2 separate regions of the Mus musculus genome follow, and region 1 is linked to region 2. A link is a contact called in public HiChIP or PLAC-seq data. All regions are on one chromosome and are shown on one strand. Each heading gives the region's core, a stretch centred on a gene start, on an enhancer-like site or on the middle of the called end of the contact. The rest is flanking DNA. Distances are from core to core; before and after follow the strand shown.

What was found. HiChIP or PLAC-seq counts read pairs in DNA pulled down with a chosen protein or histone mark.
Region 1: an Esrrb HiChIP or PLAC-seq map of embryonic stem cells shows a contact between it and region 2, with 8 times the contacts expected there. The contact joins the promoter of Col6a1 here to the promoter of Pcnt in region 2. A contact is called at or near these places in 21 of 39 promoter capture datasets (the 3T3-L1 cell line, 3T3-L1-derived adipocytes, the HPC-7 cell line and 13 more), 6 of 15 datasets of contacts at CTCF or cohesin (CD8 T cells, the NIH/3T3 cell line, embryonic stem cells and 3 more), 152 of 484 Hi-C or Micro-C datasets (the 63-12 cell line, the AML12 cell line, the AtT-20 cell line and 87 more), 37 of 115 datasets of contacts at active chromatin or transcription factors (CD8 T cells, the NIH/3T3 cell line, PVALB interneurons and 24 more) and 5 of 9 other capture datasets (adipose tissue, embryonic stem cells, liver and 2 more).

The regions. Positions count from the first base shown.
Region 1 is chr10:76,723,716-76,727,396 of GRCm38.p6, forward strand. It overlaps Col6a1 (collagen, type VI, alpha 1), which reads right to left and starts at 2,329. Exons shown (of 35, transcript NM_009933.4): 1 at 2,105-2,329; 2 at 1,224-1,353. The coding sequence starts at 2,198.
Region 2 is chr10:76,440,967-76,445,026 of GRCm38.p6, forward strand. It overlaps Pcnt (pericentrin (kendrin)), which reads right to left and starts at 1,946. Exons shown (of 42, transcript NM_008787.3): 1 at 1,599-1,946. The coding sequence starts at 1,652.

The DNA.
Region 1 (3,681 bases), core at 1,079-3,578, 280 kb after region 2:
ACAGATAGGCAGGTGACTCGGGGTCCCATGACAGAAAGGGGTGGTCCCCATCCTGGGGCTATACAATGGGTATGGCTGTACAAACCAACTGAGTCTCAACTGAGACTTAAAGGTGACCCCCAGCTGGGGGTCCCAGACCACCACCACACACTGCAGAAGACTGGGTGGGACTAGAGTCAGGCACAAGCCAGATTTAACTAGAGCATGGTGGTTTCTGAAGTTGGTCGAGTTCCCTCTACCCTGCTCTGTAGCATCTGGCCCCACAGCTGTCTAGGATCTGAGATGGGGGCCCACATATGTATTTTCAAGAGACAGAGTGACCAAGGCCCCTATAGTGAAGCTAATAGAATTATATGTAGTTTCACCCCATTTCACAGGTGGGATCCTGAGACACCAGAAGCTAAGTAAAGGAATGGAGGAGACCCACTGTTATCTGTACTTAGATCAACTTTTTCCTCCCTACCAGGCTCAGACATTTTCCCTAAATTCAGGTCCCCGAGGTGGACAGCCTTGGGGGTAGCTGGATCACCCCAGTCTGCTGGAGCTCACTTATCTCCATGGGCAGAGAGCCCCGGGCCCTGGATGGGTAGTTAGCATGATTGAGGCCTAAGATAGCATGTATGGGCTAAGTTCCTGTCCTCACAGTGACTGACTGTGGGGACCCTGCTAGGGGAAGAGACTCACGATCTGCATCCTTCCTCAGGGCCTGCCCTCGGCCACACCCTCTGCTCCCAGTGCCCCGTTGAGGAGGGAGGGAGGAAGAGAGTGAATGAAGCATGCTATGTCCCACAGTCCCCTCCTCCCAGGCCCTGTGATGAAGACACTGGGGATGTTCAGCCCAGGACTTAGGTGAAGGCTCTAGTGCCCATGTGGACAGGTGGGAACTCTGGCCACAAGGCATAGCTACACATCTGGCAGACTCCTCAGACCCTGTCTGTGTGTTTGGAGTATGGAGACCTCACAACTCTATACTCAGAACGGTCTTCTCAGCCCTATTGACAAGGTGACTTCCCTCTCTCCCCGCTGTCCCTTCTCCCACCCACTCATCCTCTCTCCTGTCCCTCTGAGCTGCAGAGACATGGGATGGAGCTCTGGACAGCTTCTGGAATGTGGAGTTAAGGCTCAGCTCTACCTGCAGGTCCAGTCCCCCACCCCCACCCCCACCCCTACCCCCACCCCAGGACCACAGAGCTACAGGACAGGCCAAGGCAAGCTCATTCTACCTGTCTCTCAGGTTGTCAATGAAGCGCTTAGTGAAGGACTTCACCTTGTCCACCAAGGCCCCATAAGGTTTCAGCCTCAAGGCCACACTCTCCGAGGTGTCGAGCACGAAGAATAGATCCACAGGGCAGTCTGAGCCAGAGAAGATCCCATGAGCCATGCTCTGAGCCCCACTGGGGGCACAAGGCCCCATTCACATATCCCCATTCTGGCCAGGGGCTTCCTGGCCAGACACCATCCATTCTCACCAGCAGAGCTCCGAGCAGGTGATCAGTGCAGCCCCAGCCCCTCACCTGCCTGGTGGGTAACACCCAGCAGGGTCTGAGTGAGAGCCAAGTCTCAGGGTGTCCTGTCCTTGGACAGAGCCTTGCTCAGTTACAGTGGCCTTGGCCAGTTACAGAGTGCAGGGGCTGCCTGGGAGAACTGGACTATTTCTCCTTATGGTCTCAACCCAAAGCCACCAGATCTATGACCTCCCCCTGAGTTGTGAAGAGGCAGGTTACCTATGCTGGCTATCAAGCAAAGAGAGATTATCAGTCATTCGCTCAGGACAGAAATGGACCAGGCTCCCCTTGCTGCTCAGTCCCTCTGGAGTTTACCAACCTGTCATCTCCCTAGCATGGCAAGATTCGGGGTGACAGGACTCCAGGGCCTTTTGGCTGGGAGCCGGGTATTATATAGCTGCTTCAAGACAGGAACCAAATAGAATGCAGGCTTGGACAAGGGGAAAGTCCCCTTCTTAGTGGCTCTCCACAAGATTAAGACAAAGGGTGGGGGGGAGGTGGGACACCGGACAGTACCTTGTGGGGTATTGAGCCCCATCAACTTTCAGGCCTTCAGGCAGCTAAACACAGCACACAGGGAGCACAGCCAGTTTACTCACCTTGGAAGGCAATCGCTTTGGAGCCCTGGATGTCCTGTGTGGCCACCCAGCAGGCTTGTAGCAGCAGGGGCAGCAGAGCGTGGGCCAGCCTCATGTTTCTGGCTGGCCTGCGAGTCACCGTCAAATGTGGGCCAGGGTCAGGGTGGGCGCTGGGAAAGGCAGAGTGAGAGGTTGTCTCTGCTTGCTGCAGTCAGAGCCCAGAGCTGAGGAGAGAGCCAGGGAGGGTGGAGGGAGGGAGGGAGGGAGGTGCAAAGAGGGGAGGGATCAGGAGAGGAGGGGGAGAGGAAGGGGAGGGCCTCAAAGCTGAGTGAGTCACAGCATCAGCATCGGGTCTCTGGAACCTTGAAGAGAAAAAGGCCCTCTCCTCTCGGGTACTAGGCACCAGGACACTCCTGGGCTGTGGACTTCCTGTTGCTACGGTGTGTGGGATGTTTACCCACTCAGAGTCAACTGTCCAGTGTAACATAGAAGAAAATATATGGTGAACAAACTCTGTGATTCCCAAAAGAAGTTCCAGGAAATATTTCTGGTTGTTTCATTCCAAATACCGCCTTTGGGACTATGCAGCCCAGCTTTCTGGTGTGAGCCACAAACGTGGCTTTCTCCAGTGCTGGTGATTTCTGCGTAGCCGTCACTTTGGCTTAGTTAAATACTTAACTTGCAAAAGATATTTGATCTTTCGATCTTTATTATGGAAATCCAAGTTGTCAACACTAACCACATGGATGTATTTGTATAAGAGTCTCTTTTTATTTCTGTTTCTCTCTGTGTGTCTCTGTGTGTGTGTTGATAACATCTGGGCTCCAGATAAAGCCAGAACCATCCTTACCCAGAGCAAATTCCAGAAGAGTGGTATAGTCATTATAATACAAAAACTTGGTTACAAATTTCAGCATCATTAATAATAAAAGTCTGTAAAGAAAAGTGACAGTGACTCCTAGGACTCAGTGAGACTGTGTCCTTTGTCCTCCTCATGCCAGCCCTACAGTATATGTCACCATGGTGGACACATGTTCTTCCTGGCAGTAATCTCATGCCCACCCACCGCCCCAACCTGAGCATCAGGCCATTGGCTTTGGGCTGTGGCTTCATGCTGTACATGTGGCTTTTTTTCTTGGCCTTTGGAGCCTCCACAAGCTGAGCTATTTCCTTTATAGGGTGGTTGCACAATAAAGACAGCTTAAGCCCTTCAGGGCAGGGCCTGGTGTGTCCCTGGGTATTGATGGATACCCTGACGGACACAGGAATAGACACACTGGCAGCCATGATTCCCATGCTGGGCTTTCTAGGATGTGCTCTTCTGAGCCAAAGAGCAGGGGCCTGTCATGTAGCAGATGCATGGTATCACACAGCGACAGTCATAGAGGTCTCCCGGTTGGGTTCAGAGCCATGCCCTGTCAGCAGGCCTGGCGGATCTTGAGGTGATGAATAAAGGGTGGTCAGGAAAATACACAGCACCAGCACTCCAGTCTGCTAACCCCAGCAGGCTACATAGCATTGGCTGACTCTGGACCTGTGACCCTGATTTACTTAACCTATATTCCCCAGGATGGGTAGATGATACTGCAGATGCAGCC
Region 2 (4,060 bases), core at 696-3,195:
GTAGCTCCTTTCTGTCCCTCAGATACAAGGCTTTTTGACTGTATTCACACACAATCTCCTCCTCGTACCCTATTCAAAAAGGCAAGCGCTGGTGTGCCAACGTCTCACTGGGGTGGGGTGGGGGGACATCTATTCCCTCAAATCACAACCAAGGCCACCCAAGCAGATGTGCCCCTGTTGATGAAAAGAGAAACGCACAGTTTCGTTGGCGGAGGAAATTAACAAGGCCACTTATCTGTGGGAAGAGAAATTTGAAGGGCACTGCCTACAGTACCAACTCTGTTCTAATCTCTTGCCTTCTCCACTGAATGCAACTGTCTGCCTCAGAGCTCGCCCTCTGCAGCATGTACTTGGTCTCTGGCCATGAACCTTCAATGAGTGGCCTTCTGGTTCGTCTCATTAGCCTCCATCTCCCTAAGGATATCTAATTGGGTTCACAAACCCACCCAAGTACAGACACCAGTTCCCCTGGTGAAGTACTAAACTTCACATGCCCTCATTTCTCAAAGTGTCTATCTACATGTGCCCAGCTTATACCCCATAAGGGCCACAATGGCTTCTGGCCGGCACCTGTAATCTGACATTGCTGTGCTCTCATTTCCTCTGTGTATTTTGCATGTTTTTTCGAAGTGGGTGCAGGGTGATAGTGGTGGTGGGGTTGTTGACACAAATGAAGAATTGCTGTTACTAGGCGAACCACAAAATCAACACAGCCCTTTCATGAAGGCTATAGCTATACTGTCCTGACAGTACAGGGTAGGGACACAGCCTCTGGTTCCACAGCCATGATAGCTGGCCAGAGATCCACTTCCAAAATGTTCGCACCTTCTCTTCCTCTGAATCCCCATCACCTTTCAAATAACTATCTTGCCAGGCAGTGGTCGTGCATGCCTTTAATCCCAGCACTTGGGAGGCAGAGGCAGGAGGATTTCTGAGTTCGAGGCCTGCCTGGTCTACCAAGTGAGTTCCAGGACAGCCAGGACTATACAGAGAAACCCTGTCTCGAAAAAAACAAAACAAAACAAAACAAAAAAACAAAACAACTATCTTAACAGCCACAAGTGTTCCCAGGGTAGAGTCTCAAACAAATTCAAAATCTGAGGCAGAAGGAGGTGAGAAGAGGACCCTCGGTAGTATGGCAGTTGTGGGGCCCGGCCAGAGAGCGAACAACGAAATACAACAACAGGACACCACTAGGGAGCAAAGTTCTTGGTTCCCTGGGAAAATAAAGTCTGAAGACGGTCTTTAAAAAGCCTTGGACAGTTTAGTCTCAGGAAAGTGCCTGAGCACCGGAAGCACAACAACTAAGAATGCTAGGTGACCAGGACCCGCCCATGGCGCTCGGGCCCACCTACAAGTCGTACGTCTCTGACGCTGATTGGCTGTGGGTGTAATAGGGCGGAGCGAGACAGAGGGCGCTGGATTCAAGATGGCGGCGCCTAGGAAGTGAATTCCGCAGAAGCGGCGGGAAGGACAAGCGCCCGGCAGTTCCCACTGCTCCACCGCCACCGCTTGTGTCAAGCGGCGGTCTGAGCACCGGAACCGCTTTAGGATTTCTTCCCCACCGCAAAGCTGAGAGAAGGATGCTACCGTCTAACCTTGGCTCTCCCAGCCTCCACCTTCCTGCGCCGCTGCTCCTGCTCGTCTTCCATCTCCACCTGGGCTCCCGGCGAGTCGCTCGGAGGTGACAGGGCGGCGGCGACACCGCCTTCGCTCTATTTACACTCCCTCCCTTCACCCACTCGCCTCCCCACCCCCCATACACACAACTGTCAGCTTCGCCCCGCCAATCCGGAGCCCCGTGTGGCCTTGCGCACGCGCGCTCCGCTGACGCTCCAAGGGCGGAGAGCCATCTCTCTGGTCCCCAATTGGTACGCCGACGCTCTCCACCCTCTTCATCCACGCCAATGAGCGAGGCGCGGCGTTCCCGGGGCTCGCGGGCGTTCGTCGACTGGGCGGCGGGAAGGTTTGGACAAACCGTTTTCCCGAGGCGGTGCTACCTATCGCCCTCTCCCGACAGGAGGAGGACTTACATACCAGCGGCTCTCCATGCCTCCGGTGCGCTCTGGGCACTCTCTCCCGCACTTTGCCAAAGTCGTTTTTTCTGTCGCGATGTGTTTCTGCGAACACTGGGGCATCCTCTAGGATCCACCAGCCCCCACTTTTGGTTCTCAGGTGCAGTCAACTGGGAGTCCTGCTTCCCTTCTTTGACCACTTCGGCCCCTCCTGAACACGGTCCCCTGTCTTCAATCCAAATCCAAAGAACAGAGTATAGCCAGAGTTACTCATTGAATGACACCTAAAACTTAGACCGCTGTCCCCAGTGGACCCCAGAGTTGCCACCCAGGGCCGTTTTGCATTCACGCACACGCTTCAATGTACAGAGTCGCTGTGTGTTCAGGCACCTGACTCTCACTCCATCCATCACCTCTACCAGGAAAGTCTTTCTGCCATAAGGAAATAAAGAAACTATGGTCCATTTGTAGTAAGAGGCGCGTTTAAAGCTCATCGGTGGATTACAGGAAATTAGGAGGATTGGGCCCTTGGATTCCCTAGCCGGCAGCAGGTTCTTTCTTGCCTAACATTTATTAATTTATCATTGGGTTGAAACGTTGCAGGCTGTTAACATGACTAACATAAAAGGAGAGGATCTGAGCTCCAGGATATATGTCAAGAGCTTTGCATCCTGCACGGATAGGATAGGGAAGCTGGAGAGAGGGTAATGCCTATAAGAATGAATCCTCCTGAAGAACTCAGTAGTGTGGAATTTGGGAACAGGGAAATGCCGTAAGGGCTATAAAACCTATTTTATACCAAATCTGCATGACAGCCGTTTTTGCCTTCTCTCTAGGCTGACACCCAACTTTACAAGATCCAAAAAATAAATTGTTTCACTTTCATGACTCAAAAGACTTCAAGCCTCTTAGGAAGTGTCTCTTGCACTGATGAAAACACTGAGTGGGTGGGGGTCCCTCTGGACAGACCTATCCTCTAGGATATGTTGGTCTCAGTCTTTGAGCCATGCAATATTTAAGGAATGTTTGAAGGGTGGTCGGTCATATTTTACATATCAAAACTTAAAGGACTGGAGAGATCAGCAGTTAAGAGCATTAGCTGCTCTTCCAGAGAACCCCCAGTTGATTCGCAGTACCCAATGGTGGCTCACAATTGTTACTCCAGTTCAGAGGATCTGATGCACACCTCTGGCTTCTGAGGGCACCAAAAACTCATGTGGCGCACATTGGTACCCATAAAATAATTTTTAAAGTATAAATAAATACCTAATAATATTTATTTCTTTGAACTATGAGTATGTTTGTGTCTCTGTGTGGAACTGGCAGGTATCCTTAGAGGTAAGAAGAGGGTGTTAAATGCCCTAAAGCTGGAGTTACAGGCAATTGTGCGTCAACAGATGTGGGTTCTGGGATCTAAATTACCCCCTCACTCACTAAGGAAATCCCTGCTTCGTATAGTGGCACGTGTCTTATACCCAGCACTGGAGAGGTGGGTCTCTGAGTTCAGGGCCAGCCAGGGCTAAAAAGAGAGACCCTATGTAAATATAAAATAAAAAGACTTGCTTGCTTAAAGCCCAATGTTAAGAAGACATTTTCTGCAGTGGGGTTCCCTTCTCTTAGAACCAGATGTGGGTTCTGGCATCTAAATTCTCTCAGACGACTATAACTTGTCCCAGGTTAACAGAGAACTAGCAGCCAGCATTGAGTGCATACTGCTCTTACAAAGGACCAGAGTTTGGTTCCTAGCAACCATGTCAAACAGCTCACAACTGCCTATAATGCCAGCTCCAAGGGGGATTAGCTGCCTCTGACCTTGTCAGTACTGGCAACCACATGCAAATACTCATGTACAGACACATACATACACATACATAATTAAAATAATAAAATGTCTTTAAAATCTAATTTAAAATAAAATTGGGGGGGCTAGAGCAATGCCTTGGGGTCTGAGGGCACTTGCTGCTCTTGAGGAATGCTATATAAGAGTCTGGGATAAGGGGTGGTCATCAAGGAGTGCCACCCAGCTCAACCCATAGGCTAGACAG